Linked DNA regions of Oryctolagus cuniculus: all the other regions are linked to region 1. A link is a contact called in public Micro-C data. All regions are on one chromosome and are shown on one strand. Each heading gives the region's core, a stretch centred on a gene start, on an enhancer-like site or on the middle of the called end of the contact. The rest is flanking DNA. Distances are from core to core; before and after follow the strand shown.

Evidence for each region. Hi-C and Micro-C count contacts between places; a contact is called where the count stands out from the background.
Region 2: a contact with region 1 is called in a Micro-C map of ear pinna, with 5 times the contacts expected there. The contact joins the promoter of VCPIP1 here to the promoter of CSPP1 in region 1. A contact is called at or near these places in 2 of 6 Hi-C or Micro-C datasets (ear pinna and an unstated tissue).
Region 3: a contact with region 1 is called in a Micro-C map of ear pinna, with 4 times the contacts expected there. The contact joins the promoter of ARFGEF1 here to the promoter of CSPP1 in region 1. A contact is called at or near these places in 2 of 6 Hi-C or Micro-C datasets (ear pinna and an unstated tissue).

The regions. Positions count from the first base shown.
Region 1 is chr6:92,681,812-92,686,863 of mOryCun1.1, forward strand. CSPP1 (centrosome and spindle pole associated protein 1) reads left to right here and starts at 2,527. Exons shown (of 25, transcript XM_070075132.1): 1 at 2,527-2,665. It overlaps COPS5 (COP9 signalosome subunit 5), which reads right to left and starts at 2,481. Exons shown (of 8, transcript XM_008255620.4): 1 at 1,966-2,481.
Region 2 is chr6:92,322,285-92,327,336 of mOryCun1.1, forward strand. It overlaps VCPIP1 (valosin containing protein interacting protein 1), which reads right to left and starts at 2,210. Exons shown (of 3, transcript XM_008255594.4): 1 at 1-2,210. The coding sequence starts at 1,890. It overlaps LOC103348039 (a long non-coding RNA gene), which reads left to right and starts at 2,433. Exons shown (of 3, transcript XR_516494.4): 1 at 2,433-2,639.
Region 3 is chr6:92,977,513-92,982,564 of mOryCun1.1, forward strand. ARFGEF1 (ARF guanine nucleotide exchange factor 1) reads right to left here and starts at 2,596. Exons shown (of 39, transcript XR_011389118.1): 1 at 1,861-2,596.

The DNA.
Region 1 (5,052 bases), core at 1,277-3,776:
TAAAGGACAGATGACCTGCATGGGTATGGAAATAACAAACATGTCATACTCCTGCAAAATATTCCCCCCTGGGGAAAGGAAGGGTCTGAAACAGTCCTCTCTCTCTTTTAACATGCTATTCAAATGTGGAAGTAGCAATGAGTTCAAGAGACTTTTCCTCTGTTGATTTGCAATGATCAAATATCTGATTCTAATACTGGATGGATGGCTGTGTTTAACTATTCTTAGGCCTAACCTTTTGGTCTAATGGTTAAAAGAATGTGGGCTCTGACATCTATCTGCCTATGTTTGACTCTTGCACTGCCATTCCTTAGCTGTGACATTAGGACAACCTCTTAATGTCTGCGTGTCTCACATTACATTGCTTAGGGTAAGCGGGACTAGTTCAGAGTCATTAGGATGAAATAAAATGAATGAAATAATAAAGTGCCTAGCTTTAGTGTCTGATCCAAAGTAAAACCTTAATAATGCTATCTGTTTTTAGCATTATTAATTTCTGTTACAGTATTCTCAGTACTCTGAAACAACAATATTTTGAAAGATGTGGCTTTCCTCTGTAATATCAGCCTCAAAATTAAAAAGTGTCTCTAATATCCTTAGCTGTCCCATGATCACTGTTCTTGAATTTGTCAGTGGTGGCTGTGAGTCAACTTTTAAGTAAAACTATATTTTGGTCTGACTGATGCAGCCCAAGACAGCTAGGAGGGATATAATTAGAACTACTGTGAGACAGTGTAACAAAGTGATGGCTTCCAAATATCTAACAGAGGAGGTCAACCTAAAATGTACAGCTGCTATAGAAGTCGACAACCAGGCAACCTAACCAGCCTGTACGCTGTACAGAGTGGTTAGTTGGTGTTTCTGAGCTAAATGTTTGCCCAGAGAAAAGCACAGAAACTTAATTCCCAACCTTTGCCAGATTTCACAAGCTGAAAAACACAGAGGCTTGGTGTTGGAAGTTAAGATACAAATTAAAATTGTGTTCTAACGGGAAAAGAAAAAAGATAACTGTTATTGTGCTCCTATTACATTGCCTCAATGTGATCATGAGGTATTTGCTTGTTTCCTTACTTGAAAAAACGAATGAAAGTACAGTACTGGGTTGTCATGATGATTAAAATGACAAATGCAGATCCCTAACTCAGTGTTTGGCCCATGTTGAGTTATCAGTAAACACTGCTGCACCTAACTGACAGTTAAAGCTAGGCTTGTAAAAGACGGTGTGGCAGGAAGTATGTCCTGGGCTTGCCACAGCTCTCCTTTGTATCTATTAAACAGTTTTCTTTTACTCTCTTTTTACTCTTTCCCCAACAAAAGTCTTCTTTTGGTAAAGGATAAATGTTATGGATTAATAATCCTTGACTTGTCATCACTCCCAGGGATGCATGAATTTTGCTAAGGGGTAAGAGCCTTAAGGTCTATTTTTTAATCTCAGACTTAGGTGACACTGGTGGAGTAATATTTTAGAAATTGGTTAGAGGCTGACTGTGCCTCTGAAATAATTACCAGCAATCAAAGAACTACTACAGATCTCTAAAAAGATGGCTCACAGCTATCTGCAAGACAGGTGAGCTGCTGACTCAATTTCTGAAAAGAGCTGCGGTTCCCGTCAGGGACCAGCTGAAGGCCCCAACAAGGTGTAGTCCACACAGGGTTCAAAGCAGATACTGGCAGATATAATAATCAGGATGTTGAAAAGTGATAACCTAAATCTCTGCTTGCTGTTCATCCCTTACATCCTCCAGAGGCAAAAGAGTTAACAGACAGAACGGGCAAAGCAGGCCGCAGCGGAGGAGCATACACTACACGTGCGGGGATGAAGGTAGATCAAATTCTGTTTCAGGTGCATAATCTCTCCTGGACCATGAAAAGCCAAGCCGTCCACCCACTCCAATTCCCACTCCCCCACCCTCGGGTCTCTCAAACTCTAACCACCCCGTCCCTCCCCTGCGAGTCTCCAGGGACCTCCTCACTCCTTAGTCCAGGGCTTCGCCGCCAGGATTTCTTGCTGCTGTTTTTTGTCGTATTTGTAGATTTCATCGATGCTCTGGGCTTCCTGCATGTTGTTGGCCAATTCCCAGGTTTTCTGGGCCATACCGCTCCCGGACGCCGCCATCGCCGAGGAATCAGAGAAGCTTTCGCTTCTACGGCCGAGACGCAACTTTACTTTTCTAGCTCCCTGGGTGTGGGTTTTGGACCCTTCCCACCACAGGTGCAAACTCTTCCTAGACTCTCGAGGCAGCCATGACACCTAGAACCGGAGGTGAAGTTGGTACGGACCATTCGGGGATGGAGGGGGCTGTTAGGAGAAGCGACGATAAATCGGTAGTTAGTGTAACAGCTGTGGCAAGGGGAATATTAATGTGGGTTAAATGAGAACATATCGTCTTGGAAAACTGTATCTATGAAATAGGGCAAACACAATCATTTGCCATGGGAATGGTATAGCCTTTCACAACGGAAGAAGGGCACGTTAACGTTATGCCAGAAACTGCCGTGGCCTCTTAGTTAGTACTGCGCAGGCGCATTTTCCGCCATATTAAATGTGGGCGGAGCTGCAAGTTGGGCAGAGGAAAGTGTTTTCGTGTGGGTGTAGCTGTCTTAGATGGAAAGTTTCTTGAAAGACTAGGAAAAAAATAAAAAGGATGTCTGGAGAAATTTAAATGTAAGTACTGGATTTTGGCTGCGAGGAAGATAAATATGGCATCCTGTTTTGCTTCCAAGTGACCCAGTACACATGCGTAGAACTGCGGGCTCGTGGATTTCAGGTGGGCGTTTTCTAGCGCTCGCGGGAGGCGGCAAAAGCGAGTGAATTGTTACGGTTTTATCCTGTGACGTAGACGTTTCATGTCCCTACATTTATTATGAGCTGTTAGTGATGCAAATGTCCAATACTCAGTTCTCATGAGTTAAGTCTGCAGCGCTTAATAGCCTGGACGGAGTTAATCTCAGCAACCTTTTTGTTGCCTCCCGTTGATACTATGTTTGTTTCCTGTGTTTGGTTTACGTGTTTTTCCCTCTCTTCTCCGTCCGCACTAGATTCTGCGTTTAAAGACGCAGGGACCAGTTCTGTGCTCTTTGTTTTATTTCTAACACCTGGGTGTTAGGGATAAAGATCTTTTTGCTGGAAAAAAAGAAAACATCGCAGCTCTTCATAACCTAGTCCCTACGCACCTCTCCAGTTCCATCTCTCTTCAGTTCCCCCTTGAAACCTTTCTTTCCAGTAGTGCCATTCCCCACACTTGGACTTAGCACAACAGTACTCGGATGTGGTCAGCGTTGCTTGATTAACACGCGCTTCCCTGGCTTTTCTGCCTGCGAGCTCATATTAATCTGAAAGCACAGTTCTGAGGTCTGTCTTCACTCTCCAGGACCATTTCTTCCACGGTGTCTCCAAGTCTGTAAGACAGGTACTTCTTAACTCGCATTGTGTTGTAATTATGTACGAGTATCGGTTTACATGGAGGTTTCTTTTTTTCAGAGTTCAGGATACCTCGCACTGCCTTGAATCCTCCACTCCTAGTAGGGTGCGTGGCAGATCGATAGAACAAATAGAAAATTAGGGTTATGGAATCCACACCACAGTCTGCGGTTTTGACATTTTCAGCTTAAAATTTGCCTTTAAAGTCGACTTGCAAAGTAAGGATAAATTAGGGCCCCTAGGAGACATTAGCATTCTTAGTTTCTTGCGAAGTCAAAAAATCTTTTTCAGTGGGAGCATTTGATTACTTAGTATTGGTGTGAATTGAATTACACGTTGAAAATGGTATTGAAAGCCCGGGACTTGCGCTGACCAGACTCCTGGCTTAGGAGAGTGTGCCATTGGTATTCTTCTTACTGCCTCTACCTTCCCGGACCTCAGACTCAGGCTGTCCTCGGATCGACCGCGGAGTGGTGGGTTGGAAAGCAGGAATTAATTCAACCTGGGAAGCGACTCCCAAGGTTTAACAAAACCCTGGGCGCAGGTGGGTGGCTGTGCGTCCTCCGGGAAGGCAGGGGGCGCCCTCGGTCGCGCGGTCCTCTTAAGCGGCCGCTCCGGAGGCGGGGCTGCGCCTGGCCGTTGGCGAGAGGCGGGCAGAGGGCCCAGCTTGAGAGGCGGAGTCCCGGCCGGCTTGACTGTGACAGTGTTCGCGCGCCAGGAGGCCGCGGCCACCTCTGGGAACCGCTAAGAACCTTAGTAGGACGCTGTGCGTCTCCCAAGACGCGAGCCTGCTGGTCTGAGTCAGCTGACCGCAGGTGGGGAGCAGGCACGGCAGGGTGAGGCCTAGGGTGAGGTGGAGGTGAGGGTGTCCGGGCTGGATTCGCGGACCTGGGGCGAGGGGCTGGCGGCGACCCGGCCGGCAGCGGTGCCCGAGTTACAGGGGCCGGGCGGTGAGGGGGTTTTTGCCGGGCGAGGGGCTCGTCTCGGGCCTGCGGAGCGGGACGGGGGAGGCAGGTAGGTAGTCGAGCTGGCGGCGGTAAGGAGGTTACATGGGTTGGAGGTGAGGGTTCCCTGCCAGCGGGGTCTCGCGGCAGCCGGTCCGGGGCGGTGGCTGGGGTGCAGGGATGGCAGTTCCTTGTGGCTGGGGGCCTCGCAGTTCCCCAGCCCGGGGGCGGTGCGTTGGTGAGTCTGGAGTTGCTCGCCTCTGCGGTCGCCCCTGCCTCCTCGGGTGCTGTTGGGAGCCGGTTGCCTGACAACGCCTTGACGCTTCCCAAAGGGTCGGAAGTCCCGAACTCCCGGAGGGAAGCGGTGCCTCGGCTCCCCTGAGCCTTCCCTCCCCGATGGCGGGGCCCCGGCTGCTCTGCTAAGCCTCCCGGAGCGTCTTTCCTCCTCCACGGTGCTGGGGAATGTTTAACCTAGGAGTGCTTGTACGCCAAAGCACTGTTCGCAGTGATTTGCTTTGCAGGTGGAATTGTTTAATCTTCATAGGCCTGTGAGGTCAGTGCTGTTATCCTGTTTCCCACCTGCGCCTGCCTGGTCCCTGGAGCTTGAACTTTCTTTTTAACTGCCTTCATTTTAGGATTATTATTTGGAATTTAAAACCAGTTTTGAGTTGATGTTAGGAATCTTCG
Region 2 (5,052 bases), core at 960-3,459, 360 kb before region 1:
AAGTTTCATTGCAACATCATAAACATTACTATTCAAAGATGAATCACTTTCATACTGGAACCAATATACTGTTTCTCTGACCACTCTTCCACCCCATTCCAAAGTAATAGGAAAAGCTTCTGGTAGATTGTCATACTCTTTCCCATCCCAAAAGTGTTTGAATCCACAACCACATTTGCCACCAGTGGACCTAGAATTAGTTCTGTCTCCATCCAAATACACAATAGACCCATCTCCTCTGACCCTCCGCACAGATGTGCCATGGCACCAATTACAAGCTGTTAGATTACTCAATCCATAGTCTGGTACCAGAACATCTTTCACTGTATCGTATGAGCAGACCAAATTGTTCAAGGGAAAGCTGTAATTTTTGTCAGGCCTCAGCTGTCCGTGAGTGCTTTTTGCCAGGTTATACAGTTTCCCTCCTGGAGCCAACCACTCTGGAGGAACATGAAGTTCAGAAAGGGCACCACAGAGCAAACATTTGTGAAGGCGATTATCCATTACTGCTTTTTTAGCAGCTGCTGTAACTTCTTCGGGCTGAACTCCTATCACCCCAGTCCTCCTGTAGAAATACTGATGGACATCAGCAACCAAACTAGGATGGATACCATGTTTGTCCATAAAGACTTCTTCCATAGCAGCAACAAGCCTAAGTAAGTACTTATCTTGCAAACTTCTGTCTCCTCCAATAACACAACCACCATCATCCTCAAGTTTTATGTACTTTTTGATAAGGTCCTGAGGCACACCCCATGCTTTAGGTAGTAAATTCATAGGCAGTTTGGGCAAAGCAGCCCCTTTTATGCCCACCAAGGGGATATAATGGTTTCTACCAGAACTACTCCACGCAATACAGATTGGTTTGTTCAAGTGACCATCTCTCCCAGTGCACTTCTCTGCTGGGATGAGTCCAGGCAGAAAGGTGGCTGAATAATCGCCAGAGCTTCTCATACCACTGAGGGAATCTAACAGAATAATGGGACGATGTAACACATTCGCAAGGCCAAATATGTGGATGTTCCTCAGACCCAAAGGAACACCCTCAGGTGGTACAAACAGAGGGTCACACTCATTGATAATGTCCTCCCACTCAGCAGCATCGATGAAGTCATGGAACAGGGCTTGGTATCGGGCCAAGTGCTGCTGAAAGTGCTGCTTCAGATTCTCTCTCAAGGCATGCCAGAAAAGCTCCCGGCCTACCAGCGCACGAGACACAGCATGCACCAGGCAGTGTCCATCCCCGTCCACATGCACTGGAATGAGGCATTCCTGACTTTTATTGGCCCGCTTGATGTCCTCAAGAGTGTCATGCAAATACAGAAGGCTTCCAGAGCGGTCCTTGCCATAGCCCACCGTGTTCACATGTTCTGGTTCTATGAGGAAGGCGCGGTCACCCAGTAAAGCGCAATCGAACAGTTCCCCTTGGTTCATGTCCCGGAGAAGCTTGGCTCGGCCTGTCTGTTTGTCCATGCCATAGCGAGCTAATATGGGCGACAACAATTTGCAGTGGTAGTTGGAAAGGCCCATCACCTTTACCAGTTCCGTGTTCTTCTTGGGTGCCCCCGTCACCCCGAGCAGCGCGTTCCGCAGCAGGTTGTGCAGCACCACGTCCGGGTCGGTCACCTCTTCCACCCCCAGCAGCTGTTGCTGCTCGTGCCGCTGTCCGCACTCGGTACACTCGATGCTGACAGAACCGGAGGCCGGGAAGAACAGACGCGCCTGGCACTTTGGATCCGGGCAGCTCCCGGAAAGGATTCTCCGGTCCCTCCGCTTCGAGAGCCCCCCCGGAGCTATCGCCGCCGCCGCCGCCAGAGACGACGGAGTCTGCGGAGCTTCAGGGGGTGGAGGTGGCGGCGGCAGCGGAGGCGGCGGCGGCGGCTGAGACATAGCTCTCGGCTCTCGTGTCTCGCTCCGCGTCCCAAGCGACCCTCAAAGGCTCATAGCCCAGACCCCCACCAGCCGGACTCGCGTCTAGTCCAGGCCCAGGGCGAATCACTTTCCTTTCCCTACCAGCTCCTCCTCCTCCTCCTCCGAAGCGAAGGCGGAAGCGCCGGACGTTGTGTCTCTTCTTACTTCTCCACTGCCGTTGCCCCGAACGTAACGGCCACCACCCCACCCCGCACTCACACTCACTCACTCTCGCTCTCTCTCCCTCAGAGACACAGACATACACGCCCTCACTGAGAGTGCGCAGGCGCAGCTTCCGCTCTGCCCTCTGGGAATTAGAGTCTTTTGGCCTCTCTCTTGGCTACCGAGCGCTAAGAGCTTGGGTCCAGAAGAAACTACAAATACCGTGAGACCTAGCGGCCCAGCGCCCGTGGAGAAGAGGAAGAGGAAGGCTGAGGAACGGGGGCAGAGAGGAAGCTGGTGATGTCGCGTTGCCTCCCGGGAGTTGTAGTTTTAACTAGCTCTCCTTTGTCGGTTTCCCCACTCTGTGGCCAAAACAAGTGAGTCCGAGAGACCACATTTCCTAGGATGCCCTGCGGTGCGTCCAGTTGCGCTGCCCTCTTAGGCGGAGGAATGATGTAGGGAAGCTTGATAAAAACAAGAGTTAAAGGAATAGGTGTCGGACGAGAGGGTCTGAAGTTCGCGACGGCTAGAAAGGGAGGGGAGTGGAAAAGCCGTCGGTACAGAAGGTACAGTAAATAAGTGTCCAGGGATAGGGCGGTCTGGGAAGTTGATTGAAACGGCCTAGGCCGGGCTGGAGGACGTAAGAAAACGGGGGGAAAGAATTTGATGCTTGAGATATCTTCTAACGTCTTTTTTCTGCCCCACTTCTCCACTCTGATTTCTACCGCTATACCAAGCCAACGAGGCGCCGGAGCCCCCATTTCTTTCTCCCCTTACTCTAGCGGAGGTCACTGGGGCGCCATTTGGTTTCACGCTCCCTGCTTGTATCTGCGGTTTATCACACAAGTGACAATACCTTGGATGTGCACAGGGTCTGTGTACCAGCTATACTTTCATTTGCTATACTTTCATTTTTAACTAGCTATATTTTAATTTGCTCCTTACAGCTCTGCCACCTCCCTGTGAATATTGACAGCTGTCGTTTGTTCTTAATATGTGCCTTGCGCAGCATTTCTATATTCGATATCATTTGATTTTCATAATGACCCTCTCCGAAAACTAATCCAGGAAAAAAAATGATTCGTTGAAGTTCACGCAGCCGTGAAGTGACTGGATAGGCATCCAGACCTCAGTCTGGATTTTGCAGGTAGGGGCCCAGGCAGGAGAGGTAAACCCAATATTATGTAGAATTAGTAACTCACATTCAGTTACTGCTGCTTTATAGTTTACATCATACGTTCACATATGTTTGATCCTCACACCAGTCCTGGAATACCTTTACCAGGTACTGTTGTCATCACTTACAGTTAGGGAAACTGAGATTAGAAGGAATTAAATGAGTTGTCCAAAGGCAAGGTCCCAGTGTGAACTGGAGCCCAATCCCAATTACTTTTTACATTACTTTCTACGACACAGCTGTTACACCTGACATTTTGCTGGGCTTCGGGGTAGGTAACCACCTTTGTTTTATTATTTGGGTTTGAAAACTGCCTCTTCTTGCAAAATAGTTCATATATTACTAGAAAACCAGTGTTATTTTAGTTGTTATCATACAGTCAGCCTCCTTCAGTTATTCTGGAGAGTCTTGCTTTCTGGAACTTCAATATCACCTTAGATAAGGGGACTATCTCACAATTTCTGAAACTTTTGGAACACAATAGAGACACAAGGGCAGTCCATGAGATCATTTGAGTCTTTTGTAGCTGACACGGAAACTGTCTGCCTTATAAGGTTCTTTTAGTAAATAGAATTTGATACTCTGACGTGGACTATATTCAGGATAGGCAGTCACAAAGGGTACTAGTACTGATTTGCAACTGATAATTTTCTACAGTTTTCAGCAGAAGAAATTATGGTTAAGAGAGAAATCTTTCAAATTTTACTCATGAAAAAAATGTTAATTTCAGAATTATCTGCCTTCATTACAGGGCAGATAATATTACCTATTTTGAAGGGGTTAGTTCTTAGTGAAAGTTTTCTCAAGAAACTAATTCAGGAAAAATTATTTATATTCTGACAATAGGATAATAGTAGGTGCCTAGGTTGTTCTTAGAACTGGTTTTAATTAAATGCTTGTAGTTTGAGAAATTGGATATGCCCTTTTAAGTGGAAATGGTTTTCTGCTGAGACTGTGTAGTTACAGCTGCAGTGAAACTTCATTTTCCTCTTGCAGAATCCTTCGAGTTGAATTATTACAACTTGGGGGCACAGGAGATGACAGCAGTGTGCAGTTCTAATCCTGTCATGCGCTTTTAGGCCTTACCATCACCAAGCCGCATGCTTCCTTACTGATGAAACATATGAATAGGGAAGCCGGCTTTTTAAGTTGCAGCTGAATATGTCATTCTGAATTACACCTGGACAAAATGACCCCTTCCCACTCTACTCAGGAAATGGAAAGTCTTCCTCTGGCTTGTTAAGTGAGCACAATCCTGCATTGATCTGGTGTTCATCTTCCCATGTGGGACTGTGACTGGTTAGAACATTCTTTCCCAAACTAAATTTTATATTTAAATTCATTTCTTACTACATCTGTAATGGTTTTAAGGATTATAGTTTTGAGGGCACAGCGGTTTAAAGCCCCAGCCTGGAGTGCCAGCATCCCATATGGTTGCAGGTTCGAGTCCTGGCTGTTCCACTTCCAATCCAGCTCTCTGCTGTGGCCTGGGAAAGCAGTAGAAGATGGCCCAAGTCCTTGGGTCCCTGCACCCACGTGGGAGACCTAGAAGTAATTCCTGGCTCCTGGCTTCGGATCAGCTCAGCTCTGGCCGTTGCAATCATCTGGGAAGTGAACCAACGGATGGAAGACCTCTCTCTCTCTCTGTAACTCTGTTTTTCAAATAAATAAAAATAAATCTTTGAAAAAAAATGAATTATGGTTTTGAGGGAAAAACAGAAATATGCAGGTATGAAGTATTGTTTGCAGGAAGGGGGCAAGTAGATAAGTTCCTGAGCAGTTGCACAAGTAAATTAGATCAT
Region 3 (5,052 bases), core at 1,346-3,845, 300 kb after region 1:
ATCTTCAAATGTGGAAAATCTGAATTCTCAAAAACCAAAACTTTAATTTAGATCAACTGCGAGTAAGTCGTAAAACTACATCTAACAGTTCTTTCAAAAATCCTCAACTCTCTCTCTCGCCTTACCCCAATTTAACAATTATTGCTTTCAGGACCCTGATATAGTCCAATTTTAGCACTACACTTGTAAACACCTGAAACAGACTTTTGTTAGCTTATATTAACAACATGTGAATTTCTAACCCCTGAAGGGGGAGAAAAACTAAACTTAAGCCCACCATACAACAAATTCAAAAATTTTAAGATGAAGTTTCTTCAATGTTTAATACCGATTTGAAGGCTCCAGAAAAGGAAAAAACAAACACTATAGCACACTACTGCAAGTTATGTAGTGCTAGCCTTATTTTAAAAATTAAAGTACAGGAACAGGTGTTGTGGCTTAGCGGATAAAGCTGCCACCTGCAACGCTGCCGGTTTGAGTCCCAGCTGCTCCACTTTCCATCCAGCTCCCTGCTAATGGCCTAGGAAAAACAGTGGAAGATGGTACAGGTATTTGGGCCCCTGCTAGCCATGGGGGAGACCCCGATGAAGCTCCTGGGTCAGCCCTGGCCTGTGGGGCCACTTAAGGAGTGAACCAATGGATGCAACATTTCTGTCTCTCTCCTTCTAACTCTTTCAAATAAATAAAGAAATCTTTTTTTTTTTAATTAAAGGACAAATTTGTTTTTAAGCCGTATTGACTCATTATTCTAACATGCATTAAAATTATCACAGGCTTTTTCCCCCTTCAAGACCACTTCTTTTTTTTTTTTTCCCAATCCCATTTTCTTGCCCATCTTATCTGGTGCATTCCCAGTGGTATCAAATAAAATGGGAGCATTAGGAATTTACCTTTGTGTTGGATGTCCTGCTCTCTCAAAGGATTTGATCTTTGATAAAATGTAATAGATCAGAGTTCCCCCCCTTTTACAACTCCTTATCTGCATATCCTCCCTAAAGGTATTGTTCGGATTTTCCCTGCTGCCGGTTTCATTATACTACATATCTTCGGTCTGACTATAAATCACAATTGAAGCTTAAGAGCAGCTGCCACTGTCCAGACATGTGGCTGGTGGGTGTCATTGTCTTTTTTTCCTTTTCCCCGTTTCGAACCCTCGCTTCCCCTGTCACCTACAGCCTGTTTCTCCGAGGGCTCCTTCCTTCCCCGCCTGCACACCGCCACCCCCACCCCTTTAACCTCTGGTCTTGCTCTTCCAGGTCAGCCCAGTCAGAGACAACATTACTCTATGTTTTTCCTGTGGCGGAGGCGGAGAGATGTCGGAACGGGCTGCACCTCCTGCAAACCCTTCTCCAGACTGTCAACAAGGGAACAACTTCAGCCTCTCTTCCCAAAGTACCACGCCAGACGATAAAGTTACTGCAATTACGATACGGAAGCCTTCCCACGCCCAATCTTGACATATCGGCCCCACCTCAATTTCCAAGCTAATAAACAACGGCTCATCTTCTGCTTCATCACAAAGGCTGGTATCGTGTCCGCTCCGCACGGCACACCGATAAAATGCCTCCCTCTGTGCTTCTCCTTCTCCTCGCTCTCTCTCTAAGTCGATCCCCCGAACCCAAGTGCCCTGCGATCCTAAAACCTGCCCGCGTCCCCCGAGCCCAGCTCTAACTGCCCTTCCTCCTCCACCCCGCCTCTGCCCCAAATCCAGCTGAGTTCCTGTCAACTCCAGCCAGGTAGCAGGGAACTCCGCCAGGGCTGCCCGAGGTCGGCCTGCCACGTCCGCCCAAGGCAAGACCCCCCGCGACCCCAGCTCCGCCGCGCCGGCTCCCGCACCCCCCGGGCCTCAGCCCCGCTCACCTAACGCCACCTCGCAAGCTTTGCGCAGCTGGGAGTGATGCGCCTTCTTCACTTCCTTGTCGGCCAAAATCTTCTCCAGGGCCCGGGTCAGGAACATGTTCTTCGTCTTCTTCCCCTCATACATGGACGCGGAGAAGGAGGCGGCGGCGGCTCGTCCGACCCGCGGCTCCCAGCGGCTGGAGGGGAGGAGGAGGGGACGGAAGAGAAGAGAGAAAGGAGAGGGGGTGGCGGTGGGAGAGAGGAGGCGTGGAGGGCAGCGGCAGGATCAGGAAGGGGCGGGCGAGCGGGAGCGGCCGCCGTGCTGGCGAGGGGCGTCGAGGTCCTCGCCGCCCGTCGAGAGGCCGCCCGTCGAGGGCTGCGTCCGTCTGGCCTCTGCTCCCAGCCCGGGGTGGGGTGGGGGGGTCGCTTCTCGGCCGCCCCTCTCACTGGTCTTTCCGACCCGCGGCGTGGAGGGTGCTCTGCCCGGGCGGCCGTCTGCTGGGGGCCGAGGGCCGAGGCGTGGCGGCGGCGGTGGCTCAGAGGCCCGGCAAGAGCAGAGCGACTCTGGCGACTATGGGGATTAGCACCCGCCGCGGCCGCGAACTGGCCTCCATCACCGCCGACCTGCCCCGGCCGCCATGTTGGGAGGAAACGACGCGTCACGCAGCGGCCGAACGGCTGCAGAGGAGGAAGCAGCGACGGCGGCGGCGGCGGCACTGCCAGCCCAGAGCTGCCGCGGCGCCGGCAGGCGGGGGACGGAGGGCGGCGCGGGAGGAGCGGCCCGAGCCGCAGCGCTACGGCGGCCCGGCGGGGCCTCGCCGCCTCCCGCGTTTGCCTGCAGGGCGGCGAGGGGCGTGGCCGGGCGTCCTGCGGCGCGGAGCGAGGCGCTTCGGGCTCCTCCCCGCGGCTGTGCTGCGGGACCCAGCAGAAGGGGACCTCTCGGCGTCCTGTTCGCGTCTGGCGAACAGCACGCCGGGCTCTGCTGCACCCCTTCCCTGACTTTCTGGGGATCCCAATCGGTGGGAGCGCAGTCCCTTCTGTTCCGGGGATTTCAGAAACACGCGCATGGCTCACTCTCAGCCGCACTGGATTTCCACCTGCCGCGCTCGACTCTAAATTTCCTTCCCAGGTGCGCCAAATCGCTGTCCAGGACCGAAACCTCTGATTACCTCAAGGAGGATTCTCCCTGGGGAAAAGTAAGCAAAAAGCAGTTGACAAGGATTCAGTCATGTTTCACTTGATTATCGGTAGGATTAATCGGTCACCTCTAGATTTCAGATTACAGATTTCTGACCGAGGTCCCTCGGAGACTTGTATTTCCGTGTCTTTAATACTAAGGTTCGGTCCTCGATATGAAAACCAGTTTCAGAATGCCACAGCACCGAGCGAACAGATTTAACACAGTGCGAACAGATTTAACACATATGACTGTGTGTCTCCTTTAGTCCCAAAGAGTTCAGATTTCAACTGTTTCTTTCTGAGCAGAAAATTATAAATGCCATAAAAGTATATGCAGATAGTTTACGTTCCAAACTACTGTGTTGTTTTGTCAGCACAGACTACGAGCCCCTAATCCTTAGCATGTGTCTCACCCTGTTCCATTAAGATTTCCTTGACTATGGACTTGTCCTAATGCAACCGTCCAAACCCAAGGGGACTGAGAAGTGACAAGATTTGGACTAGGGTAAATGCCACCGAGAAGGAAAATGGAAAACTTGTAAGTGACTCTGAATTAAAGGAGACAAATAGATCAACTTTTTAAACTTTATCTTCCTCAGAAACATTCATGTATTTTAAAGAGTATCTCCAGATTCCTGGAAATTGGAGATTTATCATATTCCTAAATAAGACATATATACACTCTAATAGATTACAAACTTTTTGAGAACCAGCTGAAATTCTAATTTTTTTGTTTCTTCATAATCCCAGTGCAGTGCCAGGTACTGTTTAGGGTGCTAGCTGATCATTCAGTCTAGCACAGAGGCGCACCACATTCCTCAGCCTCCCTACAGTTAGGTGTAGTCATCCAGTCTTACATCTTTTGAAAATAAAAAATAAAAATAGGAGTGGCTATGTGACTTAGCAATTAAAACAGTTAAGATGCTGGTTAGGATGCTCATGTCTCACATCAGAGAAACTGGCTTCCATCTCCAGTTGCTGAATCCAGCTTCTGCATAGGGCCATTTGAATATTGGTAACATCATTTGCGGGCCATACAAAATTATCAACTTGAATATTAGCCTGCTATAGATTTGTTGAATTTTGAGTCCTGCCTGTGGATGCCTTGGCAGGGCCAGACCCAATCATTTCGTGAGCCTTACAGGGCCAGTGGGCCAGATGTTTGCATCCCTATAGGCAGTGGTGTTGCCTCAAGTAAATAGGTTCCTACCACCCATCTAGGAGACCTGGATGGCATTCCCAGCTCTCACCAATTGCAGGCATTTGGGGAGTGAACCAATGGAATGGGAGTTCTCTTTCTCTCTCTGCCTTTCAAATAAATTTTTAAAAAAGAAAACTCCCACAAGCAGATTTTCTTGTTTTTTTCCCCTTTCATGGTCACATACTAAAAAACAACCAACCAACCAACCAACAACAACAACAACAACAAAAAACACACTTTAGGAGAGTTTAGACCCCTGAATTAGCGTTGGAGAATTATACATCCATTAGCATACCTGTTTTGGACTTTACATGAACAAAGTAAACTCTTCAATTATGTTTAGCAGCTAGCTTTATCCTAAATAACACACTTTGGGCCCATTAATGAATAATACAGAGATCCCTGCCCTTAAGAAGCTCACATTCTACCTCATAGTTCTGCATCCATCCACCTTTTACTATACTGCTGGGATGGAGAAGGTCTTTGGTATAAACTCAGTGAATATAAGCTTGGATAAATGAAAAACACTGGGCCAAGTCAAGCATGATACTTTTGTAGAACATTCCGTATATGGTAGAAGAAAAGGCGTTAAACAAATAAATCAGTACTGAATATGTAATTTTAATGTGTTAAGAACAATTTTAAAAAGTGCTCTGAGGTATTCTTTAGATTTCTAGATTCAGCGATGCCTTCCTTGAAGAAATGACATTTAAATTGAAACCTGGAGGAAAATTGAAATTATCCAAGCTAAGCCCATGAAGAACTTTCCAGACAAAGTCTCTTGGGATTCAGAAAGTTTGGCAAGTTTCAAGAAACAAAATAAAGCAGTGTGG